Regions from separate parts of the Mus musculus genome. Here all the other regions are linked to region 7. The links are chromatin contacts, called in public HiCAR-type and promoter capture Hi-C maps. All regions are on one chromosome and are shown on one strand. The core of a region is the stretch at or near the end of the contact, and the rest is flanking DNA. Distances in the headings are between cores, read along the strand shown.

What was found. Promoter capture Hi-C pulls out the DNA fragments that hold promoters and counts their contacts. HiCAR-type assays count read pairs that join an accessible place to other places.
Region 1: a promoter capture Hi-C map of second pharyngeal arch cranial neural crest shows a contact between it and region 7. The contact joins the promoter of Mrpl52 here to the promoter of Arhgef40 in region 7. A contact is called at or near these places in 6 of 39 promoter capture datasets (the 3T3-L1 cell line, hippocampal neurons, liver and 2 more) and 1 of 115 datasets of contacts at active chromatin or transcription factors (bone marrow-derived dendritic cells).
Region 2: a contact with region 7 is called in a HiCAR-type map of astrocytes, with 2.9 times the contacts expected there. The contact joins the promoter of Ap5m1 here to the promoter of Arhgef40 in region 7. A contact is called at or near these places in 1 of 39 promoter capture datasets (hippocampal neurons) and 1 of 115 datasets of contacts at active chromatin or transcription factors (astrocytes).
Region 3: a promoter capture Hi-C map of hippocampal neurons shows a contact between it and region 7, with 3 times the contacts expected there. The contact joins the promoter of Naa30 here to the promoter of Arhgef40 in region 7. A contact is called at or near these places in 3 of 39 promoter capture datasets (cranial neural crest, hippocampal neurons and liver).
Region 4: a promoter capture Hi-C map of liver shows a contact between it and region 7, with 5 times the contacts expected there. The contact joins the promoter of Rem2 here to the promoter of Arhgef40 in region 7. A contact is called at or near these places in 2 of 39 promoter capture datasets (cranial neural crest and liver).
Region 5: a contact with region 7 is called in a promoter capture Hi-C map of the 3T3-L1 cell line, with 4 times the contacts expected there. The contact joins the promoter of Bcl2l2 here to the promoter of Arhgef40 in region 7. A contact is called at or near these places in 2 of 39 promoter capture datasets (the 3T3-L1 cell line and liver).
Region 6: a contact with region 7 is called in a promoter capture Hi-C map of cranial neural crest. The contact joins the promoter of Cebpe here to the promoter of Arhgef40 in region 7. A contact is called at or near these places in 6 of 39 promoter capture datasets (the 3T3-L1 cell line, cranial neural crest, hippocampal neurons and 2 more).

Annotation. Positions count from the first base shown.
Region 1 is chr14:54,425,103-54,428,718 of GRCm38.p6, reverse strand. Mrpl52 (mitochondrial ribosomal protein L52) reads right to left here and starts at 1,810. Exons shown (of 5, transcript NM_026851.2): 1 at 1,759-1,810; 2 at 1,628-1,685; 3 at 1,481-1,548; 4 at 71-135. The coding sequence starts at 1,786.
Region 2 is chr14:49,064,353-49,068,017 of GRCm38.p6, reverse strand. It overlaps Ap5m1 (adaptor-related protein complex 5, mu 1 subunit), which reads right to left and starts at 1,469. Exons shown (of 8, transcript NM_144535.5): 1 at 1,154-1,469. The coding sequence starts at 1,227. Exoc5 (exocyst complex component 5) reads left to right here and starts at 1,351. Exons shown (of 18, transcript NM_207214.3): 1 at 1,351-1,892. The coding sequence starts at 1,866.
Region 3 is chr14:49,170,783-49,174,542 of GRCm38.p6, reverse strand. It overlaps Naa30 (N(alpha)-acetyltransferase 30, NatC catalytic subunit), which reads right to left and starts at 2,297. Exons shown (of 5, transcript NM_027492.2): 1 at 2,166-2,297; 2 at 1,150-1,927. The coding sequence starts at 1,926.
Region 4 is chr14:54,474,075-54,477,469 of GRCm38.p6, reverse strand. It overlaps Rem2 (rad and gem related GTP binding protein 2), which reads right to left and starts at 1,370. Exons shown (of 5, transcript NM_080726.3): 1 at 1,096-1,370. The coding sequence starts at 1,198.
Region 5 is chr14:54,881,895-54,885,728 of GRCm38.p6, reverse strand. It overlaps Bcl2l2 (BCL2-like 2), which reads right to left and starts at 2,304. Exons shown (of 4, transcript NM_007537.1): 1 at 2,223-2,304; 2 at 1,845-1,932; 3 at 916-1,355; 4 at 1-345. The coding sequence starts at 1,347. The coding sequence ends at 196.
Region 6 is chr14:54,710,912-54,714,706 of GRCm38.p6, reverse strand. Cebpe (CCAAT/enhancer binding protein (C/EBP), epsilon) reads left to right here and starts at 2,533. Exons shown (of 2, transcript NM_207131.1): 1 at 2,533-3,258. The coding sequence starts at 2,749.
Region 7 is chr14:51,983,389-51,987,067 of GRCm38.p6, reverse strand. It overlaps Arhgef40 (Rho guanine nucleotide exchange factor (GEF) 40), which reads right to left and starts at 2,235. Exons shown (of 24, transcript NM_198249.4): 1 at 2,077-2,235. The coding sequence starts at 2,079. Gm16617 (predicted gene, 16617) reads left to right here. Exons shown (of 3, transcript NR_045728.1): 3 at 229-679.

The DNA.
Region 1 (3,616 bases), core at 561-3,060, 2.4 Mb before region 7:
GATAAATGATGATTTAAATTTTCCTCCTCCAGTCATAAACACAGCCTTTGGCAGAGTCCCAGCTACTCACTGCAAGCTTCTCCCTTTGAGCTTTTCTTCGAAGTTGGCCTTTCATTGGGGGTGCAGGGCGGCCATCTACAGACAAAAGTAAACAAAAGGCATAGTGTTAAATGTGGTCTGGGGATCCTGTCCAAACACTGGTGTGATAGGGATTGGAGAAGAGTAAGCCCCTAGCTCCACTTTTCCAGGTCACCCTGACTATGGTTGGTTGGGTGGATGCTGGCGTGCGTGAGGCTGTAGGTTCAGGGCCCAGTTCTGCTCATCAAAAACAATACTGAGGAGGATCCCAGTTCACAACCACAACTAAAACTCACCTAGCCTCAGAGGTGAGGTCCAACAGAATCACGAAATGACTTCATAGGCACGCTCTTCCTATCATTTAACCCTGTCATTAGCATGGACCTAGGGCCGTCTGCCAAGCTGAACTCACTTTTCTCTTCAGAAACCCTTCACTCAATGTGTCTCTTTGCTAAACTTCATCTCATTGTATAATGAAATATAGGGTTTTTTTTCTCCCTCACTCTTGATTTTTGAGGCAAGGTTTCACTATGTAGCCAAGGCTATCCCCTAGCTCTCAGTGCTTCTGCCTCGTGAGTGCCGATTGCAGGCATGCGTCACTACTCTCTTTTAATTTTGCTTTTTTTAAAGTTTTATTTTTATGTGCTTGGGTGTTGTGTTTGTATGTATGTCTGTGCACCATGTGGGTGCCTGGTAAAGGTGGAAGTGAAAAGATGACATTGGATCCCCTGGAACTGGAGTTACAAGCAATTGTGAGTCACCCTGTGGGTGTTGGGAATCGAACCCATGTCCTCCGGAAGAACAGGCACCGCATTTTAAAGGCATCCTTCAGTCCATAAGTTTTTTTTTTTTTTTTTTTTTTAAAGAGAAAAAGACTTCTCTGTACTGAGTCTGCCATTTCAGACTTGTAGGGATCTTCGGTGTTCTTTTCAGCAGCTTTTCAAAGAATTCCTTGTACATTTGCAAACGAATTGTCAAAATACACTCACCACACATGTGAGAGTTTTATCCTTCTGAGAGGATAAAAGTCATACATACTTCCAAGCCCAGAACAGCCCACGTTAGTATTTCCTTATACCTTCAGGATACGATCCTGACAGCTAACTTTCCTTAGCCAATTACTATTTCTTGATTGATACACAGGGTCTCATTCTGTAGTTCAGGATAATCAAGGATTCCTTACATAGCACTAACCTCACAGCAATCCCTCTGCCTCAGCTCTCCAAACCTAAAACCTCAGGGGTGAACTAACACCCGGCTACACAGTCAGGCAAAGGTAGAGCTGCAGTCCTCCAACTCAAGTAAAAGGTTCACTATTTTCCCAGACACGCCCCCAACCCTTACCCCGGTGGTCTCGGAGGAAAAAAAACAAAAACAAAAAACCCTTGACATCAAGGCTCACCCGCGAAGGACCAGTCAGGGAGCTCCGTGAGGGGCCCATAGCCGGAAGGGTTGGCAGCCAGCCCTTGCCTGGGTGGGGGAGACAGTGTGGGTGAGGACGCGGCGGGATACTAGGTCCCGCCGCGCCCCCGCCCGGCACGGCACTCACTGGAGTCGCCACTGGCCACCGGCCCGCGCCACTACGCTGCAGTGCAATCTCCGGACACCTAATGGAAGAGCAGGGAGTTAGAGGGCTGGTCGCCCCGCGGCTCCCGTGTCCCCAACCCCACAATCACTCACTGGACAGCCAGGTCCCTAAGGCAGCCATGCCGGAGCAAGGGAACCGGAAGTGGGCGTGGCCCCGGCAGCCACGCGGGACGCTGCCGGGAAAACCGGAAGCCGACATCTTGAATGTGGTTTTCAATCGCCGGTCCCACCATCTTGCGTTATCGTACGGAAGTGGGAGTCAGCTGTGGGCTGAGTGTTCTGAACAGGAGGAACTGCCCCGCGCGTGCATCTTGCACCCTCCGAGGTGGTTGAGATACCTGTGACCGAATCCTTCGCAGCTGTTTCCAAGTCCTTTCCCGGACGTTCTCCAGACTTGGGAAATTTAGGGTAACTCAGAAGTGTCGCATCCAACGAACCTCATTGTGCAGCCTTCTGCTTCATTTTAACGTTTGTTTTCTGATATGATCAAGTGTAGAACGAGTTGGAAAAATTTGGTTCTCATCCAACGGAGTCGAAGAAGTGGTGAATGGGTTAGGAGATTATAGGGGTAGCTAAAAAACAGTCCAGATAAGGCATTTGAGTCTAGGAAGACAAATGATCACAGACATGACTAATAGTGCAGCCCAGTGGTGGGAAGGGAAGTATATGTCATTTGCAAGACTATGTATGGAAGCACGGATCTGAGGACACTGTTAAACATTTTTTTGAGGAAGTTGTACTGGTGCCAGTTATTATTTTTTTTTTTTTTTAAACAAGGTCTCACCATGTAACTATGGTACTCAGTATGTAGCCTAGGTTGGCATCGAACTCATTGAGATACATCTGCCTCTGCTCCCGAATGCAGGGATGTAAGGTGACTCTGATTCTAATTTTAAACCACACATTCTCATGAGTTAGGTATACTTTTTGAGTGGATTAAACCTGGAAACTGAAGTGCTCCCAAACCAAACCTGTTGAATCCAAACATGATGCTACGATGGAGAATTACACACCCGAAGTCATGACGGAATTTTTGTCAAAAAAAATCAGGTGCACTAAGGGCTGGCGATGATGCTGTGGTGGAATACTTGTCTAGCATGCTTAGACTGTGGATTCATCCTTAGCATACTCAAAAATAACATTCAGCATGAAAGAATTTTATGCTTAGAATTCAGGTCCATCCCCAACAAACATATATTCAAATGTTCCCAAATCAGGCATTTCTGTATTAAGGGCCCAAGAGTTGGACAGATTCCCTGGTAGGCAGACAGATAAAAGACCATGACTAGATAATGATGAATTTCCACGATGTCTGGTTTCTTCCTCTCCTCCTAGCCTGAGACAAAAGCCTGGCAGCATAAAACAAAGAATCTTGTGGGCTTTCTCTCCCTCCCAGTAGATCTGCTGATAGACTGACTCCAGGAATTCAAGGCTGGATTGGTACATGTTCCAAGACAGTTGTGGGCCAATCAGCCATCCTTTTTCTCTTTAAATTTACCAACCCTAAATTAGGGGAGGAAAACTTCAGAGACTTAAAAACTCCAGCCTTGGAAAAGGACTAGATTTTCAGTCTTCTGAGTCCCCCTTCTTGGCTTTGCAAAGGCACTTTTCTCTGTGTGTGATGCATGTATATGTTGCTTCACCCTTCAATAAAGCCTTTCTTCAGTTGCTGATTCTGTCTGAGCTGTTTGCGATGTTGGAGATTTCTCCACTGCTACCTGTCACATCTGAGGATTTCCTGCCTATTAATTCTTTAGCTGACAGTAGAAACAAGACCGATCAAGGCCCGTGATGCTAACAATACCAAGCATTTCAAATAAAGGATATTCAACCTATAAGCTAGAGCTTCCTTTCTCCCCAGCACCTCTTTTGAGATAGGCATCTTGCTAAGTAGCTCTGGATGACCCAGTGCCTGCTAGGTAGCCCTGGCTGCCCTCAATGCTCCTGCATC
Region 2 (3,665 bases), core at 220-2,719, 2.9 Mb after region 7:
AATAAAGAAAACCATAGATTCATACAGTTCAAGTATCTAGAGCTGCATTATCCAGTATGGTAGACACCAGGTACATGTGTTACTGAAATGTAAGCAAAACTAACAACTAATGGGGGTCATGGTTGTTGCATTCCTTTAATTCTAGTATTTGGAAACCAGAAGCAGGAGGGTATCTATGAGTTTGTGGCTAGCTTGGTCTACACAGTGAATTCTGGGTAAGCCAGTGGTACACAGTGAGGCTCTGTCTCAAAACCACAGCAACAAAAACCTAATAACTGAGTTCCTCAGTTACACCATTCAAATGCTTTCTGGTTTACATTCGAAGAGATTTAAAATTGGTCACCTTTCTACCATACATTGCTGCTTTCCAAGAACACACATCTACTCATTAACACAGAGGCTTCTTAGAAATAATGCCAAGAGACAGGTAACAACTTCAAGAACTGACAGATGGGATCTCCTGAAATCAAAACAGTTCTGCAAAGCAAATAAAACTACAAGCAAAGTGGCGAGACAGCCTATAGACTGGGGGGAACTTAGCCAGCTATACTTTATATCGGGGTTAATATCTAATATAAAGAACTGCAGAGTCCTCTCCATAGAATTATCTTGGTAAGATATGGCAAATTCTAAAGGTGGGACCAAACCACTTATGCCACCTGGATAAAAAGGTGACTGTAATTTAATTTTTCACACTTCTATTTTGCTCACCCACTAGAAGCTGCAAACTATAACGTTCTTTAAGCAATCATTTTTGTACCAAACTTAAACAGATGGAATTAATTTTAAAGATACATTAGTATAGCCGGGTGTCGTGGCCCACACCTGTAATCCCAGCACTCTGGAGGTATCTGTAAATTCAAGGCCAGCCTGGTCTACGTATCAAGTTCTAGGACAGCCAGGTATACATGAATCCTGTCTCAAATATATAAATAAATAAAGATACAATAGCAGTAATACTAGAAAACATGTAGCATCATGTAACAAGCAACTCATTCCTTACAACAAAGTGAGATAAACGTAGAAAGCCTAAATTGCCCAAGGGCACCCTGCTAGCTGCTCCTGGGACAGCTGAGACTCAGCGCACCACAAAAACTCCTGCTTAGATTCATCCTTGGACCCATCATGCCTGAGGATCCAGACTTGCAATTACCTGGAGAATCTGACGGTGCCTCCAAGTGGAGTTCCTGGTTCGTGACGTATGAGCCACACTGCCCGCAGGGCCATGGTTAAGCCTCCCAAGTATCAGAGCGATGTAGAAACTAAGGTCGCCATCCAGCCAAAGTAGACCCCGCCTTCTAGATGGGCTGTACCAGGCAACGTCCGGGTTCTCCCTGAGCCGCAAGAGCTCACTGGAGATGCTCGCTCTTCCGGGTGAGGTGACTCAAGTCTCCCGGTCCCTTCAAGAGATTAAAACACTCCTCAGAAGGTCTTAAGAACCTACACCCGGAATCTCAAGGGACTGGAATACTCTTCTCGCCCACTTCCGGGACGGCGGCCCGCGAGGCTCAAGACGCGTCACCCTGTCGCAAACGAGCGCCTCCGCGGCCCGCTCGCCGCTCGCTCCTTTCGCCCGCCCCGCGAAGTCGGCCGGGCGCGCGCAGCCCCACTTCCGGCGTGCGAGGCGGTGACAATGGGAGCGGCGCGGGCGGCGCCGGGAGGCAGCTGACAGGCGTCTGCGGCTCCGCTTCATGGCTGCTCTCCCTCTCTGCCTTCGCTGTGTGAGGACCGGGGCAGCCAGCAGCGGTGCGCAGCCCGGGCCGGAGGCGGTAGGCCGAGCTGGGACTGGTGAGCGGCGCCGCTGAGGCGCAGCATGTGAAGCGGAGACGGCCTCGAGCGCGGGGCGAGCCTCTCAGCCGGCCGGCATGGCCACGACGGCCGAGCTCTTCGAGGTGGGTCCCGGGGCTCGGCGGGCGGCGGCGGCGGCGGCGGGGGAGGGGCGGGTGGCGGCGGGACGCTGGGCCGGCTCGGGTGGCAGGGCGGCCAGACGTCCCGGAGACCGGACGGGCAGTGGGCAGGGCTGACTCCGGAGCCCAGGGCCGGCGAGCCGGGTCTTGCTGTGCGGATCCTCGCGACGGTGCTACAGGGGGCATCTGAATGGAGACTCTGGGGGGCTCCTCGGTGCCGAGGTTCCGACAAGCTCAGAAGCGGCCCTGGGGTGCCTGCCGTCTTACCTTACAGTCGAAAAGGCTGGGAGGATTCTTTTAAGGACAATAAAGGCCTACTTAGCCTCAGCACGGAAGGGAAGCGACACATCTTACTGCATTTAATTGCTGTGGAACCCTCCGACTGCTAGTTAAAGGATCCTTGGGCTGTGAGAAGCTGTGGGAGCGTTCAGGTGCATTTTCTTGAGTGTTTCAATATTTAAACTTGACAGTTGGATTTTGTGGCGTGTCAGTGTCAGAAGCGGTGAGGTTTGAGATAATGGAATGGGGTTACAAGACAATGAAACAGTATCTTCTTGTGTGGAAAAAAATAGAAGTAGTCATATGAAGAAAAATGAGGAATACACCTTCTCCCCCGCTGGGGCGTGATTACTCCATAGCAGCAGAAGTGTAAGTTGTAGAGAACACTGCAGTTCACAGTTAAGAATGTCACCATAGGTGAAAATTGTATCCATTGAGCATCAGCGTGTTCTGTGGCGTGAATTTTAAATGCCATTGTTTCCATTAAAAAAAAAATCTAACTTTTCAGTTACTTTTTTTTGTTACTGAACGTTGACTTGCAGTCATTCCTAGCATAGATACTGCATTTGTTTAGAGAAATAGCATGCCTAAATTGTAAGTTGTAATGAAAGTGATTTGAGTAAAAGTTATAATTACACCTAGGAAAAATTTATTGCTGTTCCTCAGATGTAAATGTCTGGAGATATTATAACATTTGCTTCACCAGTCATAAAATTCTGCTCATTTACTGTGTATCCTTGGTCAAGATACTAGGTAATTCTGTAATTACTTGTTTCAATTTTTATATCTTACAGGCTTTGGGATCTTTAAATAATACTTTCATGACGAGCTACTTATTAACAGAAAAACAGTATATTATCCTACTGTTATAGTGAATTCTCTTTAACATCCACAATTTCCTCTTGGATGGAAAATTATATTTTCTTCTTTAGACGTATACCAAGATGTCTTCAGTAACTTATTCGAAAATGTGTTTTCTTTCTCAGGGATGAAGAAAGTGGGGGTGGGGGGAAGGGGTGAAGAAATTTGTATTTTGTTCTCTAAGTCTTGTCATTTAGTGGAGTTGTTAAAGTTGTTTAGCTTAGTGACAGCAGTTCTGTAGGAGAGAAACCCAATGATGATACAGTAATCGGAAGATTCGTAGAACACACAGGCATATTGATAGGTCTCATAACTGGAGTGATCCCAACTCTGTCATTTGTAGTTGTTGTTTCATCAAAATCAGAAACATAATAATAGTTACAATGAAGTAGTGCCAGTTATGCATAATTAAGTCTGTTTGTCCTTTCCTGTGAGTCTAACCCTGCACTAGGTTCTGCTTGTGAATAAACCTTCATTCTCCAAGTGAAAAGTTACCTTTTTTTTTTTCTAATAGAAAGGGAAGAAGGAAAAAGGCCCCCAGTGTCTGCTGCCATTTCCTGCAGCTACTGCTACAAATATGGGTTGCAGATTAAGTCAGGCTGTGTCTTTCTCTCCTAC
Region 3 (3,760 bases), core at 1,048-3,547, 2.8 Mb after region 7:
GAAATACAAAATAGTACCTAAAGTTTAAACAAATGTTCTAAGAAAAAAAGTTTAAGCATAATTTACATGGGAGCTAGCAAATTACCAATATCTACAATATCCATTAGTATTTCTGTGCAGTATTTCTGCTTGCTGTGCAAGCAACCACGAGACTTTTTAAGTCTTGTCAAAACATACTGCAAGGAAGACTGAGTGCAACTATGTCAGGGTTAAAACAATAAATAGACGTGGGAACTTTACTCTCCTAAATATGTGCCTTTAGTAAACATCTAAGCCTGTGCTCGCCACACACGGCTGACACCTCAAGTCTAATTAAAGGTTTCATACAGACTGAAACTGAGTCAATATTACTGTTGAGTGATTACTAGATTACTGATGCTGGCAATGTAAACTTAATTATTCATCTTACCCGACAGACAAATATACTCAGCTTACATATAAGTAAAAAAAAAAAGCCTTCACGCAGCTATACCCACACTAACCAATGGTACTAGTTTTTAGACTGTTTTTGAGTAGTTTCACACTTAAGTTTCCTGCATCCCACAAAAGGGCCTTCTATTCAAGTTTCAGGGCCCTCTCAGGCACCGGAAGTGTTAGTGACACCTTCTGCAATAGCACACCTGAAAGCAGGCTGACTACAACTGTTAATGGTCCACAATCAATGAACAGGGCCTGCGATTTCATTCTCCTGTGTGGCCACAGCAAGTTTGCTGACAGCCATGTTGACTAAAGCACATTTAGCGCATATATTCTTCCCCGACCATGGCTGTAACTGAGTTATTACTAAGGCCTGTATCGGATCAAAACCATGTTCCAATTCAATCACAGCAAAGTGCTCTAAGGATGAGGAAGGTTAAACATGATTAGAAGCTAATGTAAACAGGATGTAAGACAGCCCCCATGTGAAACATGCTCTGCACAGGATTGCTGCTGTTCCAAAAGTCACAAGATAACCCAGATCACGAGCTCTTACCTTCCACACAGTTCCACGGAATACCTGGGAAAAGTGCGCACCTTCGCGCCTCCCATCTGTAAGGTACTATGAAAATGAAGGATACATCCACGGCCACACTCCGGGCCCTCACACTCCCTGCCCCGAGTGGCCTGGATCTCTGCTGGGCTCACCCTGTTTTCATTCCATCCACTTACCAAGAAACACAGCTGTGGCCAGTTGTGGATAAAATATCTATACGTATAAATGGAGTAGGGTTCAGACAGATCTTTGGTGATCAGTCTCATGATATCAGGCATTTGGAGCTCAGATTCATATCGGACGTATCGTATCGTCCGATCCTCCCCGGGCTCGGCCTCCCTGCCCTGGGAGCTCCTTAAACTGCAGCCGGTGGTCAGAGACGAAGACAGCAGCCGCACCTGCTCGTCCATCTCCTCCTCCTCCTGCTGCTCGGTGCCCTCCACCAGTCCATTTCGGGCCGCAGCGGGGTCGCTCGCCGCCCCCGCCGCCGCCGCCGCTGCCTCTGACCGGCCGGGGAGTGCAGTTCTTGCATTGTTGGGGACCGAGTGGGGAGGTCTCTCCCCCGGGTGTCCCTCGGCTCCTTTTGTGGCAGTCACTTTGGAGGCCCCGTCGGGGGCGGCCGCCTCCGCTGCACTCAGAACCTTACTCTTGAGGGTCGCCGCGGCCCGGAGGTGTCGCAGTTCTGGGCCGATCAAGCCGTTGAGCTGCTGCTGCTGCTGCTCCGGAGGCAGCTGCGGGCAGCGAAGGCAAGAACGCGCCTTGGCCGAGGTCGCCGCCTCGCCGCCCGCTGGGCTCCCGCAGCCGCCTTCGTGCTCCTCGTCGTCCTCCTCGTCCTCGCTGCAGCAAGCGAGCGCGGCCCCCGCCGGGAACGGGCAGCGGAGCTCCGCCGCCGCTGGGGCCGCAGGCGCTGGTGGTGGGAGGAGGCTGCTAGGCCCAGGCGGTACCTCCGCCATCCTAGAAGCGACACAGCCGAGAGAGGAGGCCATGAGAGGCGGCCGACCGGCGCCAGGCAGCGCGGACTGGCGGGCCGGGGGCGGCCGAGGCGGGGGGAACAAAGGCAGAAACCGTCCCTCACCGAGTGTCCCCAACGCCGCGCCGCCCCCACGCCGCCGCGCCGGCCACCGTCCCTGGCCGCCCGAGCCCCGCCGCCGGCCGTGTCACCGCCTCCCACCCGCCCCTCCTCGCGGCTCACCCCGCGCCGCTCCCCGCCGCCGTTTCCGCCGCTCCTCTCCCTCAGCCACCGCCGCGCCGCAGTCGCCTTCACCGCCGCGGCCGCTCCGCCGCCACCACCGCCACCGCTGTCGCCGCCGCTGCCGAGCCTCTCACCCGGCCGCCGCCGCCGCCGTAAAGCGCCTCGCCTGTTACCCCGGGTAAAGTTTCCTGGGCCAAGCTTTACGACACTTCCCTGCCTGCCGGCTGCCGGGCCAGAAAAGGGGGCGTGGAGGGAGGTGACCTGTGCAGGGGCGGGGCCCGAGGTGTCTCCGGAGGGCTTCCGGGAGGCCGCGTGCCGGGGGTGGGGCTCTAGCCTGGGGTTCCAGAGGTTCCTGCGGAACTCGCCCCGCAGCCTCCCCGGGTGGGCAGGGCTAGGTGCCCTGGGAGCTGCTGGCTGTTGACATCCAACCTCTAGTGCCTTTATGCAGCTGTACTGTTACAACTTTTGCTCTGACCTGGCGCGTGGGGCAGGGAGCGCCGGCTACAAAGGCAGCAAATCCCGGCCTGGACCGCGAATTAGAGGGAATTTAAAACATTGAGCTGTGAAGATAGCATTTTGCAATTTAAAAAAAAGAAGAAGAAGAACCTTTACCTACCCCGTTGGGACAAAAGAATGGCTAGTAGTCTTGTTGCCCCATTCCTCCACCCCAAAGATTGAAGGCATAAATGTGACAAACAGGTGCCGGACAACGAAAGGCAACAACTGGGGGAAGCGACAGAGATGGTGGCGGCTAACAAGCGTACTCCTGATTTGTGGTTGTAATTGTGTTAGGTTGGGAAGCACCTGGTAAGAGTTCACGGGATCCTCCCATGTGATATGCTAAGCAGGTGTAAAAACTTTGAGCGTGTGGGTTACCTCTGCTCTAATCCACAGCTGGTAGTTTTCTGCATATCTGATCTGAGAGTTGAGTAACTCACACGCATACTAATCAAGTTACTTATTAACTTGTAGGAGCTGAAGAGATGAGTCAGCAGTAAGGAACACTAGGGTTAGATTCCCAGCACCCAAATGGCAGTTCACAACTGTCTGTAATCCCAGGTCAAAGGGAGGCTACAGCCTTTTCTGGCCTCCAAGGGCATCAGGAATGTGCACAGATACGCCTACATACAGGCAAACACCCATAACAAGTTTAAAAAGAATAAAATGTGTTAGATAGCTTTTTTATTTATTTCAACTGATTTATAGAGCTAGTCAGGTATGCCCAAGATTCATGTTTTCAGAGATAGGCTTTTATGACAGGTGTTTGCAACTTTGTGCCATAATCTAAACTGAAAAAAAAAAAAAGTGAGCTGCAGTAGTCAGCACATGTCTGGAATCCAAGTACTCAGAAGGCAAAAGTAAAAAGCTATGGAATTCAAAGGAAGCCTGGGCTGCATAGCAAAACTGTTTCTAAAAATAAATACTAAGTAAAAATAAAAATAAATTTCAAGTGAGATTAACCTGCACTGTGGCATGGTTTGAGACACGAGGGTGACAATCCTTTTCACTAAGACTATTAAAGGACACCACCAGCTCAAACAGAGAGACTCAGCCTCTAAAGATGATAAAATGTGTAAGTATCTACCAAGTATTGT
Region 4 (3,395 bases), core at 121-2,620, 2.5 Mb before region 7:
TAGGGAGGGGGAGAGAAGGAAGCCATGGGTGAGATATATCTAGACATCGGATGAGCGGTTAATTCAGGCTGCTTCTTCAGCTACACCCAGATAAAGAGCGTGACCCCAAAAGAGCTGAGAGTCATTAGTCTAGCCTTGTGCACTAAAAATTCCCCTGAAACTCAAAAGCAATGAACTTTCAAGGCGCTGGCATGATAGTTTCCCATGTTGATCCTAGCCACAACATGATCAAAACTTGTGTCACTGAGGGAGGTCCTGTGCACAGGGTTACACACCACTCACACCTTACACCGTCATAGGCACGCCCCTACATTAGGCCTAGTGAGTTGGGAAGCTATATCTTCCCTCTAATGGGCCCTGCCTCCTATTTCTTCCTGCACCCCAGTCCCAGACTGGCAGGTGTAGGCAGAATCAGAAACTCCGCAGGGACCTTATTTCTAGGTCTGGGGGAGGAGGGCTAAAGAAGGGGAGCGTACTGTTTCCTGTGTCCCCGTAGGTAGGTGAGCATCGCATGCGTGAGTGTTTGTGTGTGAGAGAGAATCCTCCTGGATCCTTGCCTGTCCTGGCGAGTGGGAGACAATGTTGTGTTCGTGGGGAGGTAGCGGTGGAGAGTGTGTGTGAGGAGGATGACAATTCAGGGGTTGGGGTAACTAGAGGAACAACAACAGACACAACAAAGGGGGATGGAGCGAGGCTATAAATAGCACAGGATCAATATTTGGCAGGCAGCCAACGATGGAGCTAGAAGAAGCCCTTACAACAGGTCCCCAGGGAAGCCCCCTTAGCTGGGGATTCCTAGGTTTGTGGGCTGCTTCTTTTCTTCCCCCTTCCCTTCTGGCAGGCTCTGCCTAACAGGGCTGAGGTTAACCTAGGGGCCAAGTGCCAGTTTCTCTGGCGAAGCCCTGGGAGCGTTGGGGGAGGGGCACCCTGGCAGCTTTCCCCCTTCCCCTTGGCCGTCCGGACCTCAAAAGTGCAGGGGTCTCCCTTGCCGCATTTGCTCTTCCCTTCTCGTTGGATCCTGCCCAGACCTTCCCACCAAAGCTTCAGCTCCCCCACCCACAGCTTTAGCCACATCCTACTCCCCTTAGCCCTCACCTGGTGTGGGTGTCCCCAGTGGGGAGGCCTGGCGGCTGCTGGAAGAACAAAGTGCTACGGTTTCTGTGTCCATGTCCATGTCGGTGTCAAGGTCCGTGTGCATCGGCGTGCATGTGCGAGTGCAGCCCAGCGGCTCAGAGCACCGGTTCCTCACTCAGCAGCACTGTCAGCTTTTCCCTTTAAATACTGCCCCCCCCCATCATATTCCCCACCCCTCCCCGCTCCAGACACCTGGGGAAATTGTCCCGCCTCCTGATGAGGTCACATATGCTAATGAGCAGTGATGTAAGCGGGATTCCCTCCTTCTGTCTCCCTCCTTTTTCTTTGTGTCACTTCCCTCTGGGAGCATACTCCCTGCATAGGCACAGCTTGGCATACGGGCAGAACAGAGCAGTCAGGGGGACGGAAGAAAAGGTTTCAGAGGGCGGTGTGGAGGCAGGGGGCTGCAGATAAAGGAGTTGAGAGTGGCAGGAGGCAGGGACCCTGAGAGCCAGAGGACTTCTGCTCCAGTGTCCAAGACTATAAACCTTGTCTGTTGTTTCCAGCCCCCACCCCATCGTCCAGCTTAGGGTGGGTGCTCAGTGGCTAAAGAGTGTGACAGACGACTAAAGACTAAATGGAAAGACAGAAATGAATCAAGGGATGTGAAGCTGGAGAATGGCCACCCTACTGTCTAGGTCCTTCACTCGGCCTCTTCAGGAGCTACAAAAGTCCTCAGGCAGATGAGAGCTCTGAGGAAGGGAAGCCTCCTTGTGCAGCTTCGTTTCGCCTTCACCGCTAGGCCAGCACAGCCAGGGTTAATCTATGGGAAGCCAGAACCGGCAACTCCTTGACTGTTCCTTGTCTACCCAGCTTCCTTTTCTCTTGGGTCCCCATTCCCGGCAGCCTCCTTCTGCACACACCGTGCCTCTCTGCTTCACCCTATTTTGCCAAGTATCTCTCTTCCTTTTCATAACTAAGGTTTAGAAGGGTTGGTGGTTGGCCTGTCCCCAAAGCATTCTTGCAAAGTGTCACTTTGTATGATTGCCACCTTTAGATTCCCAATGCCTAGACAACCCACGGTCTCTAAACAAAGTGGCTTGTGTTCTCATAAATACACGCAACCTTTTTTAATTGGTGATATATTTTGCCATTCTCCGTGAACTTCTCCCATGGAAGAAACTACAAGTAACTCTGAGAATATGTTGTAGTACCACTTCCCTGGTGATCAGCCCTTGAGCAGGATCTGAAGGGGTCTACAGAACGCACGCTCTTAACTCTACAGCCCCTTCAGTTTCCACTCATAGCCTATTGTTCTGGTTTGCTTCTCTATTGCTGTGATAAAACCTAGAAACAAACTTGGCAGGAAGGGGTTTATTTGGCTAACGGGCTAGAGAGCACCATCAGGGGAAGCCAAGGCAGGAACACAAGAAAGGAGCTTGGCCAGAAATCCTGCCGAGTCTGGATCACTTGGCTGACTTTATATAGTTCAGGGCCCTTGCCCAGAGTAGCACTGCCTACAGTGGGCCAGGACCCCATACCAACTAGCAACCAAGAAAATGCCCCACAGACATGGCCATAGACTAATCTGGCAGAGGTGACTCCTCAATTTAGGTTCCTCTTCCCGGGAGTCACTTTGACAACTGAAACCAATGTGATTCTTATTTTATTCATAAGTTTGCTATACAAAGTATATTCTGTAATAGATGTATACTTGGAGCGGTGACCTTGGTAACCATAGGTTTTTATAAGTGCTCCTTAGCCTTTTTTTTTTTTTTCGAGACAGGGTTTCTCTGTAGCCCTGGCTGTCCTGGAATTCACTTTGTAGACCAGGCTGGCCTCGAACTCAGAAATCCGCCTGCCTCTGCCTCCCAAGTGCTGGGATTAAAGGCACCACGCCCGGCTGCTCCTTAGCCTTTTGAAACATCTCCTCCCTTTCCCCCTAGACAAGATTTCTCTGCAGATCCATGGCTGTCCTGGAACTGTAGACCAGGCTGGCCTCAAACTCAGAGATCTGCCTGCCTCTGCCTCCAAAGATTAAAGGATGTGTACTACCACCAACACCGCTACCCTGCACCTTTTGGAAAATTTTTAAAAAATATAAATTTCTTTATTATGTATAGCGTTCTACCTCATGTATACATGTACACTAGAAGAGGGCATCAGATCTCATTACAGATGGTTGTGAGACACCATGTGGTTGCTGGGAATTGAACTCAGGACCTCTGGGAGAGCAGTCAGTGCTCTTAACCTCTGAGCCATCTCTCCAGCCCCCAGGGAAATCTTCTATTTCAGATTTGTGTGTATGTCATGTAGGTTCC
Region 5 (3,834 bases), core at 1,055-3,554, 2.9 Mb before region 7:
TTGGCCTTGAAACATTCCTTAATGTTTCCAACTCATTCTCCCTGCCACCTGCCTGGCATGCTGGGCTCCCACACACACTACCTTCCCCTGCCTTTCTCTGTTCCGTGACCATCCAGTTTCTTCCAAGGGCATTCGCTATTGTTCCAGCTCTCCTGGCCCCTAGCCACACCTAGCCCCACCTGGCCCTAGACTTTCTCACTTGCTAGCAAAAAAGGCCCCTACAGTTACCAGGGCCCCCAGTGCCACGGCCCCCGTCAGCACTGTCCTCACTGATGCCCAGTTCCCCTCCCGCAGACGCCGTGCCTCCTCCAGGGCCCCGTCCCCGTATAGAGCTGTGAACTCCGCCTGTGGGAGAGAAGGGAAGTAGAGAAAGGAGAAAGGGAGATCAGGAAAGGATAGTGGAGAGACGAGGGAAGGAAGAGTTCCAGTTCCATCCACTGTGAGCACTGCCCCCATCCCCAGCTGCTCCAGCCGAAGCTCTACTGCACACAAGCCCCTCCGAACCCCGTTCCTGGCTCCTCTGCACTGTCTACGTGATGTCAGCCCCATCCCTTCCATGGCAATAAAGTTCCGTTCAGAACTGGCATCCTTTGCTAAGGCTTGCCTAGCCATGACCCATCCCTGACCGGCCTCACCACCCATACTATGTACGCAGGGGTCACAATTATTCGCTGAAGGTTCTCTGTTTATAAAACTCTATATTCAGTCTTCTGCTTGGGACCGTGAAGCCCATCCAGCTACTACTACATGGTAGCCCTGGAGTACTGTGAGCTTGATGCTCTCAGTCTGATTCCACTTAAATAAGGGAACTCAGCCCTTCCCAGCACAACCCCAGCCTCCCATCAGAGGCCCTATTTTCCCATGAAGACCAACTTTGTAGAGGGATGCGGAGAGCAGCAATTGAGAACTTCTTACCCAGCCCCCACTGCTGTGGATCCAGTCAGCCAGACGTGTCTCCAGGTAGGCCACCATCCAATCCTGCACTTGTCCCACCAAAGGCTCCATTTCTTTGTTGACACTCTCAGCACACAGGGCAGCCCCAAAGACAAAGAATGCCACAAGACGGCCCCAGTTAGGGCCCCCTTGGAAAAGTTCGTCGGAAACCTGGGTGAAGCGTTGCTGGGCTGAGCCTGGGGTCACGTGTAGCTGAGCGGCCAGGTCAGAGAAGGTGCGGCGGAAACGGGTCTCAAACTCGTCTCCAGCAGCCCGCATGGCTTGGTGCAGCGGGTCGGCGGCTGGGCCTTCCCCAGGGCCAGCTCCACAGACATAACCCTTCTGCCTCAGCTTATAGCCTACAAAGTCAGCCACTAGAGCCCGTGTGTCTGGGGTTGAGGCTGGGGTCGCCATCCGGGCGGCTGAAAGGGGCAAGGATGACAGACTGACATAAATATAAGGAAATTATTGACAGAGAGCAAGAAGGGACATTTCCTATTTGATCAAGCTCCTGAGATAGGTGAAATGCTCAGAGGCACTGGGCAGGGCCAAGAAAGAGCAACGGATTTAAGTCATGGGGAGGTTCAGAGCATAAGCAGCTGGCCACGTATAACATGTCAAATTAAGTGTGCAACAGGAAATCTTATTTTTAGACTACTTCAGATTCCTTTCATACGACAGCACCAGCTGTATGCCACCTCTATACACACACACACACACACACACACACACACACACACACACACACACACACACACCCCTTTTTGGCTATAGGAAGGGGCTTAAGACCTCCCCAGGAGCATGATGCGAAGATGTTGGCAGAGGCACAAGATAGGGAGGAGACAGGGGCTGAATAGGAAGATGGGAAAAGCCAAGGGCTGTAATGGGGCAGAAAGGAAGAGGACACTTACCCAGCCTGGATGGCAGCTCTTAGGACCCAGTGCTGGTGGCAGGGAGCCCCCAGCTGAGGCCTTTCATCCTCCCGGCTAGAGTGGAGCCCTGAAAAGGGGAGGGAGAGAGAACTAGGTGGGAAAGGCCTGGGTCTGGCCCGGAAAGAACTGGAACTGCAGCGCCTGGGACTGGGCCCCTACCTCCAAAGCTTTGCCAGCTGTGGGACCGATTCCGTGTTTAATGACTGCCCTCTTGGGAAACCCGGGACCACGGGCTTCCTGCCGACACCATCTCTATTCCCGGTACCCCCAAGAGCAGCCCAAAGGCCCAGCTCCTCCCATTCCCCCACCCTTAGCTGGTCTCCAACCCCGCCCGCCAGCCAGGTTAAGGAATCTCACGGGTCAGGCCGCAGCCGGGATCCGGAATCCGGTTGTTTCCTGGTGGAGGAGCTGGGAGGGAGGGAGGGAGGGAGGGAGAAAGGGAGGAAGGGAAGGAAGGAAGGAGGGAGGAGGGGAGGGCAGGGAGGGAGGGCCCGGCGCCGGGTGATGATGGGACACAGAGATGCGTCCAGAGAGAGGGGCGGGGCTGGGAGGCAGGGCTGGGAAGAGCCACAACTCCAGGAAGAGAGGGCCATTGAAGGGCTGTTCAGAGGCCATAGTGACCTGTGCCGGCTGCCTGCGAAGCCCGCAGTGTCCCCAGAGAAACACACCGGGCCTCAGCAGCTCAGTGCAAATTCAGCATTTCCGGAAGGTCTCTTCTGTTCACGCACTTGTTGAACTTTCCAGCTTGGATTGCGTGCCTAGGAAAAGCAGAGCAGTTCCTATTAAGCTGGGAACAACCTCTTGCCCTTGTGGGGCTAGTAGAAACACTAAACACAAAAATACTTCCCCTCAGGACCTTTAATGCAGTGGGCTCTTCCTTGGCTGGAGTTTCAGCTAGGTATCAAGGTGTCAGGCCTTGGTTTACAGTGTCCACAAGCAATCTTCATCTTTTGTAATCAGATTGATTTTCTTTTCATTTGTTACCCACCACAGGAGTTAATTCTTACTATTTAAAACAAAAATCAAACAATAAAAGGCACAAATTGATACAAGCTTACTAATCTTACACACCCTCTCTAAATACAGGTTACCAATGTTGGGTTAATACCTGTTTTACAGATTACATATATCTATAATTTACATGTGAATATCTACATTCACATATACATGGATTATATATACATTTATCCATACACATATGTTTATATAAATATGTGCTTTTATATATACACATACAATATAAATATGTTTATAAGTATAAATATATATGTTATATATAATTTATAAATGTATCAATATACATATAAATATAAAGTATATCAGTATAGTATATGTAAATATTTTTATATTTTTATATATTCCATATACATATTTATAATATACACATATATGTATATATAATATACATATATCTATTTATATGTGCATTTATGTATATATATATATGTAAAAATATGTATATATAAAAACCGAGTGTGTGTGTATTTTGAAACATGGTTTCTTCTCTGTGTAGCCCTGGCTGCCCTGGAACTCACTTCTATAGAGCAGGCTGGCCTCGATCTCACAGGGATTGGCCTGCCTCTGCCTCAGACACTATGGGATTAAAGGCCCGAGGCACCACTATCCAGCATGTGATAATATCTTTCTGTAGAGCAAGTTTCCAGGGCAAGAAGCTTTCTGACTACAGCAGATCCACAGGAGGGCACTCATCAGTGTGCTGATCCTCCCACCTCTCCCCCCACCCAGGACTCCTGAAGGTTGCCATTTCTTCAGCTCTGGAACTCCAGTTAAGGCCAGAAAGAGGCAACCCAATTATGCTTCTTTCCTTCAGTTCTTTCTTGTTACTTCCCCTTGCTTCTCCCACTAAACCTTGATGTTCCCACTTGTCTGTGTGGTCACCGGAGAAGCCACAATGATCATAGTAGCAATCCATTATGGGAATTGATTGTTTTGATTGTTCTCTCTCTCT
Region 6 (3,795 bases), core at 1,284-3,783, 2.7 Mb before region 7:
TGGCGCAGCTGTACAGCTCAGCCTCTCCTCCTTATTTTCCGTGTCGATAAAATTAGGATAAAAATACCGCTTTACCTCCCCTCCTTAGCTCACAACAAAATGGTCAGCATGAAAAAGTGCGTGTTTCATCGATTGAAAAAAGCTTTACTTTATCAGATGACACAACTATCTGATTCCATTATCGTTATTCCACAGTCAAAGAGGGGACATAATTTCTCTTTGAAACAGGCGCTGCACCAATTCTCCTAGCCTTCCCACACTACCGGCAACCTGACTGAAAAGCCCCAATCTTGTCTATGCTTCTTTTTCCTGCTTCCCAGAACAGAGCGGTCAAGACTGGTTGTCAGGGTTGAGAAAGAATGCCCCCTATGTCCACCTGATTCAAAACCATCGCGGACTCGAAAGTATAGAATTTGGGAACCAATATTGCCACCTAGTGGCTAATAGCGTCAGGTCACCAAACTGAAATCTCCCAGCCTTGGTACCTATTTGACAAGGGACCTGTAGAGCAAAGAGCACAAATCGCCCCAGTATTTCCGGTGCTTTGCGTCGATGATACGATGATACGGCTGGCTCTCCCCCTGCCTGGCCAGGGCTTTGGAGGGAAGCATATTTTGGACATACTTCAGGCTGTGCTCAGAGCACGTGAGGTGGACTGTGGAGTTAGAGGGGATGGGATGGAGGACTCATCAAGGGTACTTTCTCTAACTTGTGGACAAGTCACATTTACAGTTTTATTTTAGTGTTCAATGACATACATATCCTATCAAAGTTTACCTCCACTGTAACCCCTCACAGTTACCCGATCCTTGGAATACCCAGCTTAGAAACTGTTCTATTCTTAGGGCTGGAGAAAGAGTTCAAGGGTTCAGAGCACTCACTGCTCTTCCAGAGGACCTGAGTTTGACTCCAGGCATTCACACTGGGTGCCTCACAACTGCCTGTAATTCCAGCTCCAGGAGATCTGATGTCTCTGGCTTCCATGGGTACCTGGAAGTGTGCACACACATACACAAACACACACACACCACACACACACACACCACACACACCACACACACACACACACCACACACACCACACAAACACACACACACCACACCACACACACACATACCACACAACACAACACACACACACACAACACACACACACACTCACATACTTTAGAATAATGAAAATAAATTCATTTTAAAAATTCTGTCCCTCCCCCTAGAACATCTGTTTGCAATAAAAGAGCCAGGAAGGTATGGTAGCACAGCTATCAACTCAGCTCCGTGGAGAATGAAGCAGGAAGATGAGAGTTCAAGGCCAGGCTAGGCTAAAAGGGAGGCTCAACCTAAAAAAAAACAAACAACTGAAAAGTGACACACTTCTCATGTCTCTGTGTTCTTTTCTTGTCAGTAAATCCAGAACCGTGTCTGAAGCAGGGCCACAACCAAACTGGAGAGAGCAGGAAGTTCCGAACAAAACAGAAAAATGAACTTTGGGGGTTAGTAGAAGATCAAGAAGGGCGGGCAGGCAGCTACCAGCTTCTCCTTCGGACCCCGAAACAGCCCCAGGAAGAGGTGAGGACAAGAGAGAAGACTTCTCAAGCCTACAAGAGGAAGTGGACCCGAGAGACACGCACAGGTCAGAAAACAAGGGCCTGCATGCAGCTCAGGGCACAGGAAATAGGAGGCAGAGCCTCAGGCCAGCGCGGGTGGGGTCAGCCAGAACAGCTTTTAGGGTGGAGCAACTGGGACCTCCAGCAGATCCTTTCTGTTGGTTCTGAGGCTGCAGCTTGCCTGGGCCTGAGGTACAGGACCCATGTCTTGACCAGAAACCTCAGCTATGTCCTGGCAGCCCCGGACTGTGCCAGGCTGCTAGCCATAGCCAGATCTGGAGACATGCACACAAGCCCTGTGCAAAGACCTAACCGAAGAACCTTAATAGGGGCCCTCTGGAGGCAAAGGCAGGCAGAACTCTGTGAGTTCAAGGCCAGCCTGAGCTACATCGTGAGACCCTGTCTCAAAACTAGCAAATGGGCATACCCTGTACTAGGGCCAGGGGTAGCTTGGTCCTAGAATCTACTACTACTTCCCAAACCCTTCAAACAATGATGGTCTACACAGAGAAAAATGTCTTGGGAGGTGGGGCTACAGAAGGAACTGACTTACCCCGGGGTAGGTGGAGTTCAGGACTTGGGGGTGGGGGCGGGGAGGGGGGGGGACGGGACAGGGAGGAAGATGCATCAAGGGAGGAGTTTAGACCAAGTTGGCACTGGGGGAATGCTTTGTCTATTGGCTCTGGCTTGACACCTCACTCTGCACAGGTCTCTTTGGAAATCGGAGGAAGACAGATATTCAGAGAAGCTACTCTGGGCAAGGGATTAGAATCCCTTGAACTCGCAGGGCAAAAAGGGCCATTTTCTCAAACAGCAACTTCTGGACTGTGGCTGGGGCCTTCGCAAAGAGCGCCCTAACTGCTAAGCACCCCTCCCTCCGGGGTGTGCCCTGCCCCTCCCTTAGTCACCCCAAGGAGAGAGAGGAAAAGGGAAGAAAGGAAGAGGTACTGACTACAGAAGGAAAGGGAAGCAGAGGAGGAGAGAAGCCACGTAGGAGTTGGTGACGGAGAAGACCAGAGAGGGCAAACCTAGGGCAAATCTAGGACCGGGGGAGATCCAAGAAAGGGCAGGCTGAGCATCCCAACGGGCGGGCGCCCCCAGCACAGGACCCAGGGGCGGGGAGCCAAGGGGGCGGGCCGGCCATGTCCCACGGGACCTACTATGAGTGCGAGCCTCGGGGTGGCCAGCAGCCACTTGAGTTCTCAGGGGGTCGAGCTGGGCCCGGGGAGCTGGGGGACATGTGTGAGCATGAGGCCTCCATCGACCTCTCCGCCTACATCGAGTCTGGGGAAGAACAGCTACTTTCTGACCTCTTTGCCATGAAGCCAACGCCTGAAGCCCGAAGCCTTAAGGGCCCAGGAGCCCCCTCGTTTCCTCACTACCTGCCGGCTGACCCTCGGCCATTCGCCTATCCCTCACACACATTTGGCCCAGATAGGAAGGCTTTGGGGCCTGGCATCTACAGCAACCCAGGGAGCTACGACCCCAGGGCTGTGGCGGTGAAGGAGGAGCCTCGTGGGCCAGAGGGCAACCGAGGCACCAGTCGAGGCAGCTACAATCCCCTGCAGTACCAAGTGGCACACTGCGGGCAGACAGCCGTGCACCTCCCCCCGACCCTGGCAGCACCTGGCCAGCCCTTGCGTGTCCTCAAGGTAAGACCAAGGTAGCTCTCCCCGCTTCTTCCCCCCAGGGTGGAGCAAGGTGGGTGGTTGAGGGAATTCTGACTACTGGGCTTCCCTAACAAGTCTATGTTTGGTGCTCCTCTGTGAACATGCCCTACCCCAAGGTCCTGTTTCCCAACTCTGTGAATTTATTTCTTAGAACTCGGCTGTGTCCTGAAGACACTTGTAATAGCTGCTCTGCCCTGATCTCAGGCAGGACCAGGTTTCCTGCTGTGCACTATACCTCTTGCTTCTCTGCTGCCTGCTTTTGGATGAGGAAACATGGCTGACTAGAATTTTAGAACGGGAGACTTATTACAGACAAACCAAAGGGAAGGGAATAATGAGAGCATGATAGAAAGCTTTGGTCTCAGACCAAGGACCATATGTATCTGGGTTACGGTCCTTCACAGAGACAGGGAGATGGATGCCTGGGAGATCGGAGCTCTCTGGGAGTCCTGTATCCCTTTGAGGCCTCACATATGCTCTCCCTGCTGGGTTTCCTGCTTAGCCTTCACTCTGCCTCCT
Region 7 (3,679 bases), core at 986-3,485:
TGCTTAAGAATTCTCGGTGGATGGGTGGGGGGTATGGGGTTTCTACACAGCCATTTTGCCAATGGATTCTCCCGAGCTCACCATCCAGATACCTTTATTGTAAGTGGAGGTATGCCCACTCACAAACTACTGCATCCTAGAGATAGTTGGTTGATAGGTGGGAAGAAAGAAGATGAGAAGACTGTGGCTATCTCAGGCCTTTATAGCATCCCTTTCTTTCATTCCCAGAACCTGTGGGATTGGCCACAATGAATCAAATGGTGGAGCCATTTGAAAGAAGATAAAGACATACCCAAAATTCTTGGAGAAGAGAGGAGGTGGTCTGATGCTATGTATTCCAGTTTTTTTTCTTTCTTTTTCTAGTTCCAGAGGGTTCTGTCTGATAACCTGTCTCAAAGACTAAGTCGTGTCCCGTACTGACCAACTCCCTAAGTGAATCATTCATTGGGCTACGTTTCTTCACTCACTTCCTAAACAACAACTCTGGGGTCTACTTCTTTGCATGTCCATATCTCTCTCAAGATGGCTTTTTAAGTTCCGTTTATCAGATGTCTTTGCTGTAAATGAGGAAAGTATTTTGCAGTATTTATTTCTCTACCTCTCTTTGCATTTACTAGCTCTCTACCCATTGCAGACGGTTCTGCTTCCACCCCAAGACAAAAATTACTTATTTTACTCTGAAATCTCTCCAGCCAGAGTTGCTTAATCCCGGCTGTTTGGGAAGATTAGGGTATTCAGACACCCCAGAGACCAGCATTCTGTGTTATCAGAGCCCAAACTTGGCTCCAAGGTGTGGGCGAGCAGACAGACCCTCAGTGTTCTCAGGACTGTGTACGTGGGTGGGAAGAAGGGTAGGGGTGAGGTTGGGTGGGCCCGAGCTCCGAAGTTAGGATCCGGGGAGCTACTGCTTGAGCAGCGAAGCAGCTGCAACCCATTAGGGGCGGTGAGCTCATGGCTGAACAAGAGTCGCAGCCACAGGAAACGGCCTCGGCAGGAGGGGAGGAGGGGTCTGGAGCAGGCGGAGGTGGGCAGGAGCCCAAGACACCAGGCCTCTGGTCGGCTGGGACCAAACGACGGGCGAGACTGAGTCAGCGCTCACTGGCCTAGTTCCTGTCTTGCTCCAACCCTCTGAGCAGGGTGATGCTTCCCAGACTCTCCGTAGACATTGCCCTGGCAGGGCCTCTCCCCCTCCTCCACTCTGCAATGAGCATTATAGGCTGCACCCGCCTGGGCAGTGGGCGCTCTCCCCGTAGTACTTCATAGTACTTCTGGCCGGAAAGTTCCGGGCTTAGTGTTCACTCTGGTTGACATGGGCTTCTGGTACCCTGAGCTGCTGCTCTCCGAGCCTCTGCTCTACAGGATTCCATCCAGATCCCTCCCTGCAGCGACAGTGCTCTGAGGCAGGCACTGTCAGGAACAGCTCAGTTCCCTGCAGCTGCATGAACCTCGGGGAACTTTGTCCCAAAAACTATGGTTTTGGCTCTGGCAACGTCACGCCCATTGGTACTGCGGAACACCCCCTACCCACCCCCAAACAGCCCCCTTTCTGTGAGGGAATTTCCCTTTGGACATGCCCTTTGGCCCTGGCCCAGCCACAGCTGTGGCTAGTCCCTCAGGGCCGGATGGGTGGGCCCATCTCACCGGGTTTGGGGACTGGGATGGAAAATGGTGGTTCCAGGCAGGTCAGTTCTCATGACCCAGGACAGTGCCCTTTCAAGGGCTGCCGCCAGACCAACTCGCAGAGGGTCTCCAGGAGTGAAAAACTGAGATAGGGAGGGGGAGGGAAAACTCAGCAAAAGAAGACTGGGTAGGACCAAAAAGACCGGGGGTGGGATGTGTGCAAAGACCATCGAAGGATGGGGAGGTGGCACAGAAGAAAGAAAGGGTCATGGCAATACTCGGTAGGGACTGAGCAGGCAGCAGGACCGCAGATCGAAGAAAAGAAGGGGGGATGGGAGGGTGGAGAGTCTCCGAAGCGCCAAGGAGCGCTAAGCGGGCACAAGAGGCACGGGGCTGGGGGCCCGGAGCGGGCTGCGCGAAGGCCGAGGGGACACCGGGGTGCTTCGCGGGACTCACCATGGCTCGGCGTCGGGAGGTGTCCCACTCTCCGGCGGGCGGGCGGGGCGGGTGAGCCACCGCCTCCCTCCGGGCGCTCAGTCTCGCCGGGTCTAGCTGCAGGACAACTCGCGCGGCGACCGCGGCTCTCCCCGCTCGTTCGGCAGCCCAGGCCGCGGGGGCCCCGCCAGGGAGGGCCGAGACGGCCGCCTGCACCGCCCCGCCCAGCCCGGGACCCCAGCCGAGAAGCCCCCCCAACCCTGGCCACAAGCCTCGCCTCCGCTCCCCTGGCTGTCTGCTGCCAGCCCGCCCCGCCCCCTCCGAGAACCGCCCAGCTGAGGACGCCCCGGGTTTCCCGCGTCTTCTTCGCTCTGCGGGATCAGTTCAGCCTCAGCTCGGGACCCTGCAGGGGACCCGCCTAGGTCCCAGGTTGCCCGGCGGCCAAAAGCCTTCTTCCATCTCTAGGGTCCATGACACATCTCCGGTCCGTGGCAAGGCTTGGCAAGGTCCTGGGGCCCAGGTCGATCCACAGCCTTTAGTTCCCTTTAGGTAGAGCTGAAGGCCGGGAAATTAGGGTATTCCCCCAAGCCTTGGGCGTTTGCCCGCCCTTCTTCCCCTTCCACCTTCTTGGGTCTCAAGGCTCCATGAGACTACAATGGGCTCCTGTGTGCAGCCTGGGGAGGGCGGGGGATGAGGGGAATTACGAAGTAAAGGCTTGGCATGTGGGGTGGGGGGATATGTGTCACGGCTGAGAGGCCAGGGCCCCGGGATCAGGATCCCTCTGTAGGGTCTGGGGGCGTTTGCGGAGTTGCTCCACGCTGCCTTTGCCTTTTTCTCTACCTTAGACCCCTGTTGCTCTGCGGTTAGAGAAGGGGAAGCAACAGTTCCCGGATTAGACCCCACGCTTTAGTACTGATGTCAGATCTTTCCTTCTTGTTGCAGGGCGATAGTGGCCCATATGCTAGGGCTTTTGGCAGTGACTATTATCTTACACTTCAGACAAAAGGGGCTAGGCTCCTTTAATTTTTTTTTTTTTTTGCCTCACCTACAAACTCGAGTATCACTTCTACATGGAAGTGAAGGCCGAGTGGGGTCTCTCAAAAAGGCTTGAGGAACCGCAGCACATCAAGGGGTTGCCCTGCCTGTCTCTGAGTCACAGACTGGTCCAAAAGGTGGACATTTGGGAGGCGATCTGAAAGGTACTCATTTCCCAGAGAGATCGTGAAGGTGTTGGCATTGCAGTTAGAGGGTAAAGTTTATTTAGAAGACGTGTGGTAGTGGATACAGTCGATGAGGCTTGGAGCAGGAGGAGAAGAAAGGGCCTCCATGACAGGCTCTTTTCATCTTAGGATGCTACATTCTGCCCCTTTTCCTGTGGGTCTGGAGAAGGGAGAAACTTAATTCATGGGGATGACACGAGCCCTCTGGTTCATAGGGTTAAAAAAGAATCTCAAGCAGGGAAAACCCTGTGATTAACCGGCAAGAACTGTGGAGCTATCTCCAACCTTCCAGTTAAGGTAGACTCTTCAGTCTCCTTGTTATTAATGACCAAGAGAGTGAGATTTTACTACCCCCTGGTGTCTGCCTGGTAAATACTGCCCAGCAGCAGGTTGTAGAGGCCTTC